Linked DNA regions of Zea mays: region 2 is linked to region 1. The links are chromatin contacts, called in public Hi-C maps. All regions are on one chromosome and are shown on one strand. The core of a region is the stretch at or near the end of the contact, and the rest is flanking DNA. Distances in the headings are between cores, read along the strand shown. Region 1 holds the start of LOC100286124 (dynamin-2A). Region 2 holds the start of LOC606477 (outward rectifying potassium channel 1).

Region 1 (6,842 bases), core at 2,670-5,169:
TTATTAATTTGACTCTCTTTCTCTCTCTATATACATTATTTAACACTGAATGCAAATTTAGCTTCAGTTGATAGTTTAAGTGAAATCAACCTCTTTGAGGGTTTTGGTGATTAAATGACAAAACAAATAAAATGTCTAATAAGTTTGCTCCTAGTATATACTTAGTTATTACAAAGACAAGAGAAGTATAGAAGAATATGGTATACAGAAAAGGAACATGTAATGGCAAAATAATTCATATCTCGCGGTGTTTTTCATGTGGTTCCAAGCGAAGACGCTTCAAAATTTACATTTCTTGAGTCATAGGAATCACCATGCATTTAATAGGGATTTAGAAAGGTAACAGTGTTCGCACAAAAGCTCAAATTTCTCTTTTCCAAAAGCTTAATTCAAAACCAAATCATTGGAGTATTTTGTGCGCATTCAACCGAACCGAGGTTTTGGTGTTGGAGAACCTCTCTGGTTTAGGATGGTTAAACCTACCCTTACTAGTGGAACTCTGAGAGCACCTAGAGGGGGGGTGAATAGGCGATCCTACAAAACAATCACTAAAACCCACAAACTTGATTTAGAATGAGAGTTAGTGCAATATAAATCAAGTTTGAGTCGATAATAAGATAGAAAAGTTCCCTTTTTCACTTGATTGTTGTTTCAAGATGTAAATTAAATTAAGACCAATATCACAAGTGAATAGAGAGAACTTAGAAAGAGAGAAACTCACAAGAAAGTAAACGAACACAAGACATATGCGATTTTTCCCGTGGTTCGGTCAAGCCTAAAATGATTGCCTACTCCACATTGTGGTGTCCCAATGAAATTTTTTTTGCACTCAACCCATCTCAAGTGATCATGTAGATCAAACTTGAGTGCCACTGTCTTCCTTATTAGTGTGAATCCCTTTCGTAAGGAATCTCCACAAATTGGAGTCTCTTGCAGCCTTACATGAAATCAGAGTTACAACTCAAATAGCACAAGGGAGATGTAGGACACACACAAGAGCAGCAACACAACGCTAGAAAGGAGATCACAAAAGTGCAACAATAAGAATCATAAGAACAACTTCAAAACAAGCTCAGATCTCACTAGAATTACTGTATGGCGTTGTGGCAGAGTGTCAGAGAGTTGAATAGCACTTGGAGAGATTTGGTGCTGAAGGAGGTCGCCATAGGGGTCCTTTTATAGCCTCCAAAGGCCTCATAGTCGTTGCTCCTTCCTTAGAAAAACTTGCCAAAATTCAGCTTTCTGCGAGGGCACCGGATCGCCCGGTGCACCACCGGACTAGGTCCACATGTCCCGAGTCTGGGATCCTGATTGGTGGTTTCCTGTTCTAGCGGGCACCAGACCGGTCCATTGCACCACCGAACCGGGTGCCACATCAGCTAGTCGTTGGCAGGTGGTTCGGTGCGCCACCAGACCGACACTATTCATGGTGTGGCAAAATTTATAATAAATTCCTGAGAACACTGAGTTCGGCCGTACAGCCAGTCCGGTGCACATGGACCTGGTCCGGTGTGCCAGGCTGTCCAACGACTATGTCTAGGCCCTCACGAACATGGTCCGGTGCTCCATTGGACCGATCTGGTGAGACCTAGACCAACACAACTTAGGCTCTTTTGAGCCTAAGTTCTCCAATCTTTTCGTCTCTTCTTAGAAGCTTCCCTACAACTTAGGCACAAATTATTAGTACTTAATCCAATGGACTAAGTTAGAAAAACTTACCTCTTTCAAAAATATTCGATTTAGTTCCCTATTTTGCTTACGCTAGGTCCAAAATGCACTTTTCTCTACAAAAAGAGTTAGAGACCAAATAAAAGTGCTAGAAACATTGCAATGAACATATGCAACATGTTTAAGCGTGTAAACCTCACAAATTTACCATTTCTCTTCAAGTTGCATTTTAGGCCTCCATTTAAGCTCTTTTGGACTTAATGTCTTCAAATTGCATTGTAGTAGACTTGTGCTCGTACTCATACTACACAAGTTAGTCCATGATGATGTGTTGAACACTTAATCACCAAAACAAGTAGAAATGGATGGTAGGCACATTTCCCTTTCAAGCTCTCTGCTCAAAACCGGTTGAAACCAGTTCTACCAACTTTGGAGTGCCATTCAACCATATTTTGCGCAGAAAGTTCAATAGTCACCCTCTTGAGAGAGCCACCTATATATATCCTATCCTCTCTCTCCCCTCATTTACTTTGGCTGCTCAACACATTTACTCCCCACCAAACTTCAAACAAGAGCTCCAATTCTCTCTCACACCCCAAATCTCGCGCTCTTCGATTGATTGAAGGAGCATTTTGGTGTGAGGTTTGAGTTCCTTGAATCCACGATTTGGTTTCCATTATCCTTCTCTTTTCTCCCTTATTTGAGCTTGTTGCAAACATCAACTCGTGCGAATGTGTTACTCTTGGAACCTAGTGTTCCTTGATGAGTGAGGTTGTTTAGGAGTCTCCGAATTTGTGGACGACCCTAAGAAGTTTGTATCACCTGCTTTTTGAGCTAATTTGAGAAAGGAACTGTCTTGACCTTCATGGTCGGCTAAGGGAGGATTAGGGTTAGAAAGGACCTGGCTCCTCGTGGGCTCCTCAACGGGGAGTAGGACACATTTGCGGTGTGGCCGAATCTCGGGATAAATCTTGTGTTCTTGTTGTGTTCATCTTTGTGATTTATCTTTAACAAGCAAGGAGTTGTGTGATTCTTCGCGCGTGTGGATTTTGTAGAGTTGCTTCACTTCCATAACATTTTCATCTAGATTGTCCCTAGAACTCGTGTCTAAAAGAAACTCTTATTATTATCCGCGTTGTTCTTGATTTAGATCTACTCTCGCAGTTGAACTGGTTCATAGTGGTTCAAGTGCCCCTGGTAGCGGTTGAACCGGCTAACAACAGTCTAATTGGTAATTTGACTTTATTTTGAAGTTTTTGGTGAAAATTTTAGGTATAGTCTATTAACCGCTCTAGGCTACCGAACCATTAGTCTTGTCTCTAGTTGTGTTAAGTTTCATGTAAAAAGATGATTTTATCCTTATTAAAGGTGGCCCATATAATTTGTTGTAATATATTTCAATAATAATTTGTAGTAAACTATTTTAATAAATACTTATTTTGTATTAAATTTTGTAATAAAAATTACTATCATTATTTATATTAAAACAATGTACTACAAACTATTTAAAAAATTATAAATGTAGAGATTTAAAGTTGAATGATCACAATATTTCAAAAAAAATAACAACGTTATTTTTATTACAACTTTAATACAAATTTAAGTGTTTATATTAAAATAGTGCACTTTAGATTATCATAGAAATATATTACACTTAACAACAAATTATATCTATCTTCAATAAAGGTAAAATCATATTTTTAGGGCTAGTTTGGAAACTCTATTTTTCCAAGGGAAAATGAACTAATTTTTTCTTGGAAAAAAGAAAATCCCTTCTGAAAATAGGGTTCTCAAAACTAGCCCTTATATAAAAATTATCCCGTTGGATATTAGAACTAATGGTAGTAGAACTAAATTTATATTTAATGTTATGTAGAAAAAAATATAATTTAAAGATCAAGAAAATAACCTGATATTTTTTAGTAGTAAATTGTCTAAAAAAGAAAATTTGGATCTATACCATTAGAAGATTACAACTTTAGACATATATTAATATATTATTGCTATCTCACTTACATGTAAGATTCACATGAGTCAATGACATATGGATCCAATAATCTAAAGTTACAATGGTAATTATTGCAAAAAAATAAAATAAATGTGCACCTTCGCAGCCAAGCAAGCAAACGAGTCCGTTGATGTGCTCCTCGCCTCCTCCAGTCCCACCTTCTCCGCTGTATGTGAGTCTGTCCCTCTCGTGTGTCGCCCAAATCCATCACCCCCCACGTCTCTCCCATCCCATCCCCGTGTAGATTTCAAATCCGCGTCAGAGCTCAGGTCTGGGTCTCCTCCTTCGCCGCCAGTTGCCTCCTCCAGTCGAGATCCGCCGTCGGGGAGACCACTGACCATGGAGGCCATGGAGGAGCTATCGGAGCTCGCCGAGTCGATGCGCCAGGCGGCGTCACTCCTCGCCGACGACGACCCCTCCGACGACGCCGCGCCGCGTCGCCCCACCACCTTCCTCAACGCCGTCGCCCTCGGCAACGTCGTGAGTATCGGTCCTCCGCCGTTCTCAGCACACTAGACCCCTCGCGATCTGCTCCTGCTGCTAGCGTGCCGCACTACTGCTCGTGTGACCCGATCTGATCTTTTCCGATCCGTTTGTTCATGTAGGGCGCTGGCAAGTCGGCCGTGCTGAACAGCCTCATCGGCCACCCGGTCTTGGTGAGCTCCTACCTCCTAGCCGAGCAGCTTAGTTCCCTTTCGTCCCTTTTCCCTTGTCGTGCTGTGTTTTTTACTGGATTTGGATGGTATTGGTGTGCGGTGCAGCCGACGGGGGAGAACGGGGCGACGCGGGCGCCGATAGTGGTTGACCTGCAGAGGGAGCCGGGGCTCAGCAGCAAGTCCATCGTGCTGCAGATCGACAGCAAGTCGCAGCAGGTTTCCGCAAGTAAGTTGGATCTCGTGGCCGTGCTTCATGCATCTATTAGCGAGTTCTGGAAGCTTGGGACTGAGCCTGATCTTGACCTTGAAATTTCCTGGTTCGTTCTGCTGTGCTGCAGGTGCTCTCCGGCATTCACTGCAGGACAGACTCAGCAGGGGAGCATCTGGTGGATCAGGGAGGGGCCGTGTTGATGAGATTTACCTCAAACTGCGGACCAGTACAGGTTTGTTTGTGCTGCGAGTAGTATAACCATTTAAGCAACTATGCAGCTGTTTTTCTTTCCGTTTCACCAGCATCGTACAGAACAAGGTGTTGAGTATATGCTCATACTTTTGGTGATGGTGTAAGGTGTTGAAAAATGATATGCGTAAATTGAACGATGATGAAATAACAGCTGGGATATGTATGCTTGTGAGTTTTGCACGCTCTGTGTTGGCAAGTTGCCTGTAGAGCAGTATAATCATTTACGGGTACATGTTTATATGTTCTAACATTGGTGAACCCACACATAATTTCTGTACTAAATATGCTTTGTTAGTTTGCTTTTATTTGCTGTGCTGCTTTATGAAATCCTCACCGTATTTTTCTTGCCTTTTGTTCAGCTCCCTCATTAAAGCTGATTGATTTACCTGGGATAGACCAGCGAGCTGTTGATGATTCCATGGTAGGTATTTGAATTATTTCTAAACTATTTTTGCTATACATAGATGCTTAGAGATTAGGTGTAGTGCTGATTAACTGGTTGCACCATAATATCCACAATGAACTTTCATCAGACCATTGGAGCTGTTGATGATTCCATGGTAGGTATTTGAATTATTTCTAAACTATTTTTGCTAGACATAGATGCTTAGAGATTAGGTGGAGTGCTGATTAACTGGTTGCACCATAATATCCACAATGAACTTTCATCAGACCATTGAATCTTGAAACACAAGCTACACATTTTATCTTGGGACCAATAAAAAAACTTGACCTGCGCGGGTAAAACAGCCCCATGTATTGCATTAAGAAGTCCTTATGCAAGTCAAGAAAACCATTGGACCCATGTCCTACCCATACACAGCGGCACCGTAGCTCATATGAGAATGACCACAGCCAGGGCTGGGTCTTAGAGTTGTGCTTTGGTGTAGAACTGGTGAGGAGATTTTTAACCTCAGTACGAAATTATCTCTCACAGGGAGTCGAACTCAGGACCTGATAAGTGCTACTCTGACCACCTAACCAACTCAGCTAGAGTCCCTTTCGCATCTTAGGACCACTAGAACATAGCTTTCGTTTCTCTGCAGCTTGTTTCATTTTATTTTATAGTTTTTGAATTTTCCTTACACATTGTACTTATGGAGATCACATCTAGTTCTTTTAAGGCCATCAATTTGCTTACTCTTTAGCGGAGTGCTGATTGTTTCTTACTTTAGATCAATGAGTATGCTGGGCACAATGATGCAATACTGCTCATTGTCATACCCGCAATGCAAGCTGCTGATGTTGCATCATCTCGAGCTCTGAGGTTGGCCAAGGATATCGATGCAGATGGTCTGTCTTATCTTAAAATATCACGGTAATTTCATTGCCATTGTATTATAGAAACTGATGTATTTTCATTCACTGTAACTGTAGGGACAAGAACAGTTGGTGTTATAAGCAAAGTTGATCAAGCAAATGGAGATGCAAAAACTATAGCCTGTGTTCAGGCCCTACTGTCAAACAAGGGCCCAAAAAACCTTCCTGACATTGAGTGGGTTGCTCTAATTGGACAATCTGTTGCAATTGCGTCAGCACAATCAGTTGGGTCTGAAAACTCACTAGAAACAGCCTGGAGAGCTGAAGCTGAAAGCCTGAAAAACATCTTAACTGGATCTCCTCAGAATAAGCTTGGTAGAATTGCTTTGGTTGACACAATTGCTAAGCAAATCCGTAAAAGAATGAAAGTGCGGGTTCCTAACCTATTGAGTGGGTAAGAATTATGTCTTGTTCTTCAGTAACATTGTATCTGCTATGTGCCATCTAATACTTAGATATAAACGCTATATATTGGGACACAAATTCTTCTCACTATGATGGTGTTAATTCATATTTTGCTAAAATGAAACCCACTTGTTGTGCTGCAATTTCAGACTTCAGGGTAAGTCTCAAATGGTGCAAGATGAACTGGCAAGGCTGGGAGAATCTATGGTACAAAGTGCCGAAGGAACCCGAGCAGTTGCTTTGGAGCTGTGCCGAGAATTTGAGGACAAGTTTCTTGCTCACATAACATCTGGTGAGGTTAGTAATGAACTTACACTTCAAA
Region 2 (6,842 bases), core at 3,241-5,740, 270 kb after region 1:
GATCACATCACAATCTTGAAGCTTACTGTCTGCGGATGACAAGAGGCATTTCGCTCGTACCAGAGGGGAGCGGCCGTCGTAGTCGGTGTTCTTGGGATCAGCCCCTGCCCGGATCAGGCTTTTCAGCTGGTGCAGGTCGCCATAGAAGGCGGCGCTGTTGACCCGCAGTGTGAGCTCCGCCTCCTGCTTCCCGATGTGGAACGTGATGTCCGATTCCAGCTGCTTCACCCGTCCGCCATACTCGCTCTGCACCCAGCCCAGCCAGTCACAAATCAACGCGTCACGTCAGGGGACATCATCCACTCCACTGCAGAGGATTCGATTCAATGGGGCCGTCTGAGGCTATGTATGTATGTACCTCGGAGAGATTGCTCAGGATCCTCCTCCCGTCGACGAAGTAGATCTCCAGGATATTGGTGAAGGACTGCTTGTCGAGACGCAGGAGCCGGCAGAGCTCGCAGACGCGGACCGTGTAGGGCTGCGGGATGTTGCAGAGGATTGAGATCTCGCCGAAGGAGCTCTCTGGCTCCAGCATTAGCAGAGTCTCCTCTTGCCCGTCTTCACCGATGCCTACACCTTCCTGCAGACAAGAAGAACATGTCCCAAGCATAAGATAAGATGGTTACAGAAGAGCAGCTGTTTTTCATGGGAGCTCACCAGTGCACCGTGGCAGACGAAGTACAGCTGATCGACTGCACTTCCCTGCTCCAATATAACTTCTCCTGGTAGGAAGAACTCCTCTTGCAACCTGATCACCTTTACAGCAGAACATGTCAGACGATAAATCTTGGGATTGAGAACAATATCACAACAAGGTACCCTGCTGGAGTTCTTCCTACCTTGTAGTTCATTCAGCACACATAGCTAGTTGGGATGAAAGAGATGACACTTACAATCTGTTGAATGAACTCTGCGGAACATCCCTTGAACAGTGGAATGCTTTCGATATATGGCTTATACAGCGTTTGAGAAATCTGCAGGCGCGAAACAATTCATCACGCACCAGCTGCAACGTACAGGAGGATGGAAAAAAGCATAAGAAAAACTGTACCTTTGCACGGATAGAAATCGGGATATCCTGAAGGACGGATGCTTCGGTGTAGCTGCTCTCATACTGCAACCTCAGGTGTCCCTTGATCTGCTCCCTTATTTCCTTCCCAAGTTTGTTTCTGTTCATGTACCTGATCACCTCCTTCATCTTGTCCCTAAACCGCTCGGTCCTGGAGCCCTTGACGATGAGCGCGGTCATGTTGCCGATCAGGTAGGCTCCTAGAATCATGTCGAAGGACACGTAGATCATGATGAATATCATCTCCCTGATGTTGACGGCATGGATGTCCCCGTAGCCTGAAGAGGGGAAAAAATTAACAGCTGGCGACCTGTAGTGGAGAAAGAAAGAAAACCAGGATGCCGATTATTCATAGTTTCTCACCAACGGTTGCCATGGTGACGATGGCGAAATATAAGGACGTTATGTAGCGCTTGGCGAGATCGATCTCCCTGAAATGTGTGAACCTGTAGTCCCCCAGCTGCAAGCTCCCGATCCACGTGTGCCCTTCCATGGATTCGGGAAGCGTCGTAGCCAGGTAATAGAAGATGCAGGCCGCTGTGTGCGTGCAGTAGAGCTCCACGACTATGAGCTTCACTATCCTGGTGAAGAGGTAGTTGACGCGTATGTCCTTCTCTAAACGCCAGAAGAACTCCGTGACCTTGGTGACCCGTGTCAAGCGAATCCACAGCAGGTACCTTACTTCCTCTTTGCTCCCACAAGCCTGTGTGACGGAACGGAATCCATCATGGGAATGGGATAGTTAATTTAGGAGATGGAGGTTTTCTAGCTGGGGGGCAAGGAAGGGAGAGTGTGCATCATGTGACCTTGTAGATAGCGTCCCACGGGAGGCAACCAAGAAGGTCGAAAACGAAGCTCGATTTGCAGTAGCGGAGCGCAATGGCGGCGGGGCTGTAGACGACCCGGTACGTGTCTGGGTCACGGTACGCCACGAAAAACCTGACGACGATGTCGATGAGGAATGCAGTCTGCCCAGCTACGTCCAGGAAGAAGAGGTTCTTGGGGAGGCCTCTGAAGAAGCCGAATTCCAGGGGCGTGAAGAAGGAGCTGTACACCGCCCAAACCAGTATGAACTTGGTCCATAACCGGTACCACCTGAAGGAAACTCCAAAGTAATTTAATTTTTTTCACAGATTCAGTAACGTGTATCATACTTATGATGAAGGCAGTAACAAGATTTCACCATACGATTGTATATGAGTTAGCATCAATAACATTGTACAAGGTAAGTTTCAGTGCTATATCCATGGAGGAGCTCAAGGTGATAGCCACACCAATGGACCAATCGATTTAGGTAACTGGATATATAGTGCCTCGCCATTTCTGATATTTAGGTAAAGCAGGCTCCCAGTTGACAAAATATATATTGTCTCTCGTAACCATTAGCAAAAACAAAAGGGGGTGGGGGGTGGGGGGGGGGGATAAGGAGCCAAAGAAGCAAGGAATCGAATTTACCGTTTGAACAGAAAATTACATTTTGATGTTGTCATGCCGATTATATTCAGATAAAAAAATTGGTGTCATGCTGATGGTAAGTAGCCTGAGTAATTCTAACAAGTACTGAGCTAATTAGTAAGTAGCCTGAATATATAAAGAAGAAACGAATCCACAAACAATTGGCCTCATATATTCATATAACATATGTCACGCTGATGATGGGGTGGGTGGTGAAACTCCAAAATATGCGCGCTAACTCGGATTTGATTATTATGTGGGCGGGTCGCCGCTAACCCCGGAACCGCGGAAGTCCCAATCAATCAACCGGAATAGCGTAGCTGTCAAGGAACATCTGTGCATCAAGACAGCTATAACCCAGATGCTTCGTCATCAGCCAAGGATAAACTACCGGGGTAAGAGTCCGAAACAGCTCCTGGCATGCTGATGAAGATGGATTCTTTAAACCCATCCGTCCAGATCAGCCAGGTAACCAAATCAAACTCGGAGTGCTTAGCCTCCGCAGTTGTTGCCCGTACACCTGGTTGGCCTTCATATATGAGGAAGGGTGCTTTTATAAGCTACGTACTATAGGTATCCTATTGATTGTGATAAGCATGCAGACTGAGCGTTTCATTATGTATTAGAGTTATAAATAATGGTTGATCTTTTCCTGGTAACATCTAAGCACGCATGTAAAACCGATGCTGATAGCCCCGATATTGTAAAGCACAGGTTGACATGGTTGCATTAATCAATTCTAATAATATGTACAATCTAGCAAACATTATTCTTGTGCCGTGTGGATCCTAGGAAGCATATTTGCTGATCCTTATTTGGCTATATGTAGTGACTATATAGGTGGCAAAATTAAACTCTGCGTTCAGAAACGAAAAAGGGTGAAAAAAAAGAAAGTAATTTCGTGCCGAAAAAATAGCTAGCAGCGTGCAGTGATTGAATTAAAGCAAGGATAATATTCGTGTGGCCGTCAAAGCCTACCCCGTGACCGGGGGTGGCTGTCCAACTAGTAGCTTTGCGTAGCTGGCGAGCTCATTATCAACTACAACTAAAGCGTAGCGAGAAATTCGCGGCTGGGACTGGGATGCTGATATGATGCACGCTCTCGATCTGTTCACCGTCAGCTTCATGTCGCGCGCGTAGTGATCCACAACACGAACGTCAGATCGATCAGACCAAAAGCTTCAAATAGAAAAAAAATAAGGAATATTTCCGGCCGGGAGATTCACATTCCCCTGCTGCCCGGGGCATTAGTGGGTGGTAATTACCTACCAAAAACATAGTACACGCAGATGACGACGAAGTTTTTATATAAAATAGTAGTATTGGGTTTTTGTGGTCGTGATCGATCACACGATCAGTTCTGGCGATTCGCGGGAGCCATACGATCGGACCTACGCCGACCGATCTAGCGCGCCGCGTCGGACCTCGCCGGCGGCAGCTTCCAGAACAAGCAACAGGCATCGCGCGCGCGAAACCGGAAGCTTCGAAAGCAAATTATTAACGAGGTCGCGGGGTGGGAACGGCGTCGATCACGTACTTGTTGTCGGGGTGGATGACGAGGCCGTGGAAGAAGCCCTCGGCGGCGCCTTCCCCGGCGAGCGGGAGGCGCCTGCGGCGGCGCGGGCGGAAGCGGCCGAGGCGGAGCTCGGAGCCGAAGAGCGCGAGGCGGCTGCCGCGGGAGGAGGCGATGTGGTCGCGGACCACCTCCACCTCGTACTCCTCCTCCGAGGACTCCTCCTCCGCCACCCTCCGCTTCGACCCCAGCCCCCTCACCATTATGGCTTGCGGCGGCCGCGATAGGACGGGATCCCGAGTGGAGAGGGGGGCAGTGGCGGCGGCAGGCGGTGGTGGGGGCCACGGTCGGCCGCCTGCGAGCGTGCAGCGTGCGTTTGAACTTGGAGGGAGGCGGGGCTGTCATTTATAGGCGGAGCTCACCCAAGGGTGGGGCAGTAGCAGTAGTGGCCTAGTGGGAGGGGAAGCCGTGAAATGAAAAGGTTTTAAACCGCGGCGACGAACTGATGATGGGCGGTGCGCCGGGAGAGCGAAGATCCGAAAAAGAAAACCAGAGCGCCCAGGGGTTTCTATCATTAGAGATGTTTTATTTAAAAGAACATATCGTATAGACTTTGGTGCATATATGTTGTACATAAACTGACAAAATCTAAAAAATTATACATATTTTTTCCAACTTGATCCAATTATATAAAAAAATTCAAGTTCAAATTATTATTACATATTTTGTATTACAGCTAAAGTATAACGGATTTAACTTTGAAACTTTATAGATAATTGCAACAACTAATATGCAATCAGACCTTATGTGTAAGTGACAAGCGAACTTCTTAATAATTAGTCTGTTAGACCATAATCTAATTGTAGACATGATCGTGGTATAAATCTACATGAGCTGGTAGTGGAAGAGTTTAAGTGTTAAATGTGATACATGGTTGAATTATAATCTAACGAACCAGGAACCTCACTTGCACGCTTGCATAAGACTTGATTGCATATTAGTTGTTGACATATATACTTAGTGTAGGGTGGAAAGAATACATGAATTCTTTTAAGATTTTTTTGTTAACTTTGTTAGTTCATTTGCAAAATTGCAACACATATGCATCAAATGCTCGTGCACAACAGTTATGTTCCCCTTATTTAACGTTTTTGTTTAATTAGCGTGATCTATGTATGTATGAGTTTTAAATCTATGTCGGACAACCGTGGATGATGTTTCTTGTAACATTTTGTATTAAAAATGAAAAAAAAATACATTCTCTCGTAAATCGTAACCTTTTTTAATGCACAGTGTCGTATGGTGACGTTATAATCAAGACTACCGTACCACTATACAATGTTGTGTCGTTTTCGATATTTGCTAGGCCACATCGAAATAATTAATTGTCCTATATTTGTGTCCATAAAAGTGAAAGAAAGTAAACATAATGTACTAGCTAGCTAGTCTTGGATTGGATAATATTCAAATTAAACCCAAGCTATGTCGCCGTAACATTGTAGTTTTCTTCTACTGTACATCGGTCCCAAATTAAAGTTCGGTTTAGATTTTTAGTGGATCCATAATATAATAATTGATGTATATGTTTTGTATATGTGTAGATTTATAATCATTTACTTGAATATAGATATAAAAAAAATAAGAGCTAAAAGTGAATACTAATTTAGAATAGAGGGAGTATTACTTATTTCTCTACTACTATGAAGCACGGTTTCCCAGCACCATCATGTGTCAACACTTTAAAAAAAACTTATTCTTTTGATTAGCTCACGAAAGTATATCTGTTCAAACGTTCGGGTCGAGCCAGGTTCGGATCAGGTCACGAGTAGTTCAACACGGTCCGTATCTGGTGTTGGGTCAGGTTGACACAAGCTGGTAATAACCTGTGCAAGTCAAGTAGGAGGCTGCAGTGTACAGTGTACTCCCCCTATTCGGCTGATCGGAACGCCGGCAGTCTGCAGCTCATCAATCCTCAGAGTTCGGACACATCAATCACACATCATATCAGCGCCGAAAGTTTGTGCTGTCCGAGCCAACATGCATGGCCTGAGGGTACACAGGGCCTGCGTCGCGCGTGACCGACGCAGCACGAGGGTTTTCCGCTGTGAGCATCTTTTTCACCTTTTGATGACACGTTTCTGTCAACCACCGAATCATGTGACTGCATGATCTCCATTTTCAGATAGCAGGTTAATAAAATCGGCTGATCCTGCCGGTGGGTGCGGATGTGTCAACTGCGCCGATCTCGTCTTGTTCGTCGATTCAGGTTCATCAGACTTCCTTAAGTTTAAATTATATATATAACGTAGGATAAATTTTGTTTTAATAAATCATAAAATATATGTTTTCTATTAATTAGGTAGATGTGAATGTAGAGTCAACAATTAAGATTCAAATATTCACTTATACATAATTTTACCTTATTTTTTTACATAAACTCTCTTATTAAAGTAGTAGAGAAAAGATTGCAGGAGTGCGGGTTGATTCTAAAGATATGTAGTTTTTTTTAAAAAATATTGACGCGGGACAATCATTGAAACTATTGCTTTAATAGTAGAAATGCAGATAGAGAGCAGAGAAGTAGGTCAATTAAAAAATTTAGCAATATTTGTGTATTGATTATCAAGATGTATTTATTATAACAATACTAGTTCTACATCGTAAATATTAATATTTTTTCATACATTTAGTTAAAGTTAAATATATTTGTTTTTTTTAGAAAGGAGAGTGTGTATTTTTCATTTGACGGAGTGGCGTATTTAATTTGCCAGCTCATTGTCATGCCAACTCTAGACCACGGTGATC

The links. Hi-C and Micro-C count contacts between places; a contact is called where the count stands out from the background.
Region 2: a contact with region 1 is called in a Hi-C map of leaf, with 4 times the contacts expected there. The contact joins the promoter of LOC606477 here to the promoter of LOC100286124 in region 1. A contact is called at or near these places in 2 of 25 Hi-C or Micro-C datasets (both in leaf).

The regions. Positions count from the first base shown.
Region 1 is chr6:126,136,931-126,143,772 of Zm-B73-REFERENCE-NAM-5.0, forward strand. It overlaps LOC100286124 (dynamin-2A), which reads left to right and starts at 3,920. Exons shown (of 22, transcript NM_001159012.2): 1 at 3,920-4,156; 2 at 4,282-4,332; 3 at 4,438-4,558; 4 at 4,671-4,775; 5 at 5,155-5,216; 6 at 5,971-6,088; 7 at 6,173-6,509; 8 at 6,670-6,817. The coding sequence starts at 4,016.
Region 2 is chr6:126,406,244-126,413,085 of Zm-B73-REFERENCE-NAM-5.0, forward strand. LOC606477 (outward rectifying potassium channel 1) reads right to left here and starts at 4,491. Exons shown (of 11, transcript XM_020539471.2): 1 at 4,062-4,491; 2 at 1,876-2,164; 3 at 1,433-1,772; 4 at 1,052-1,347; 5 at 894-974; 6 at 658-756; 7 at 359-580; 8 at 61-246. The coding sequence starts at 4,300.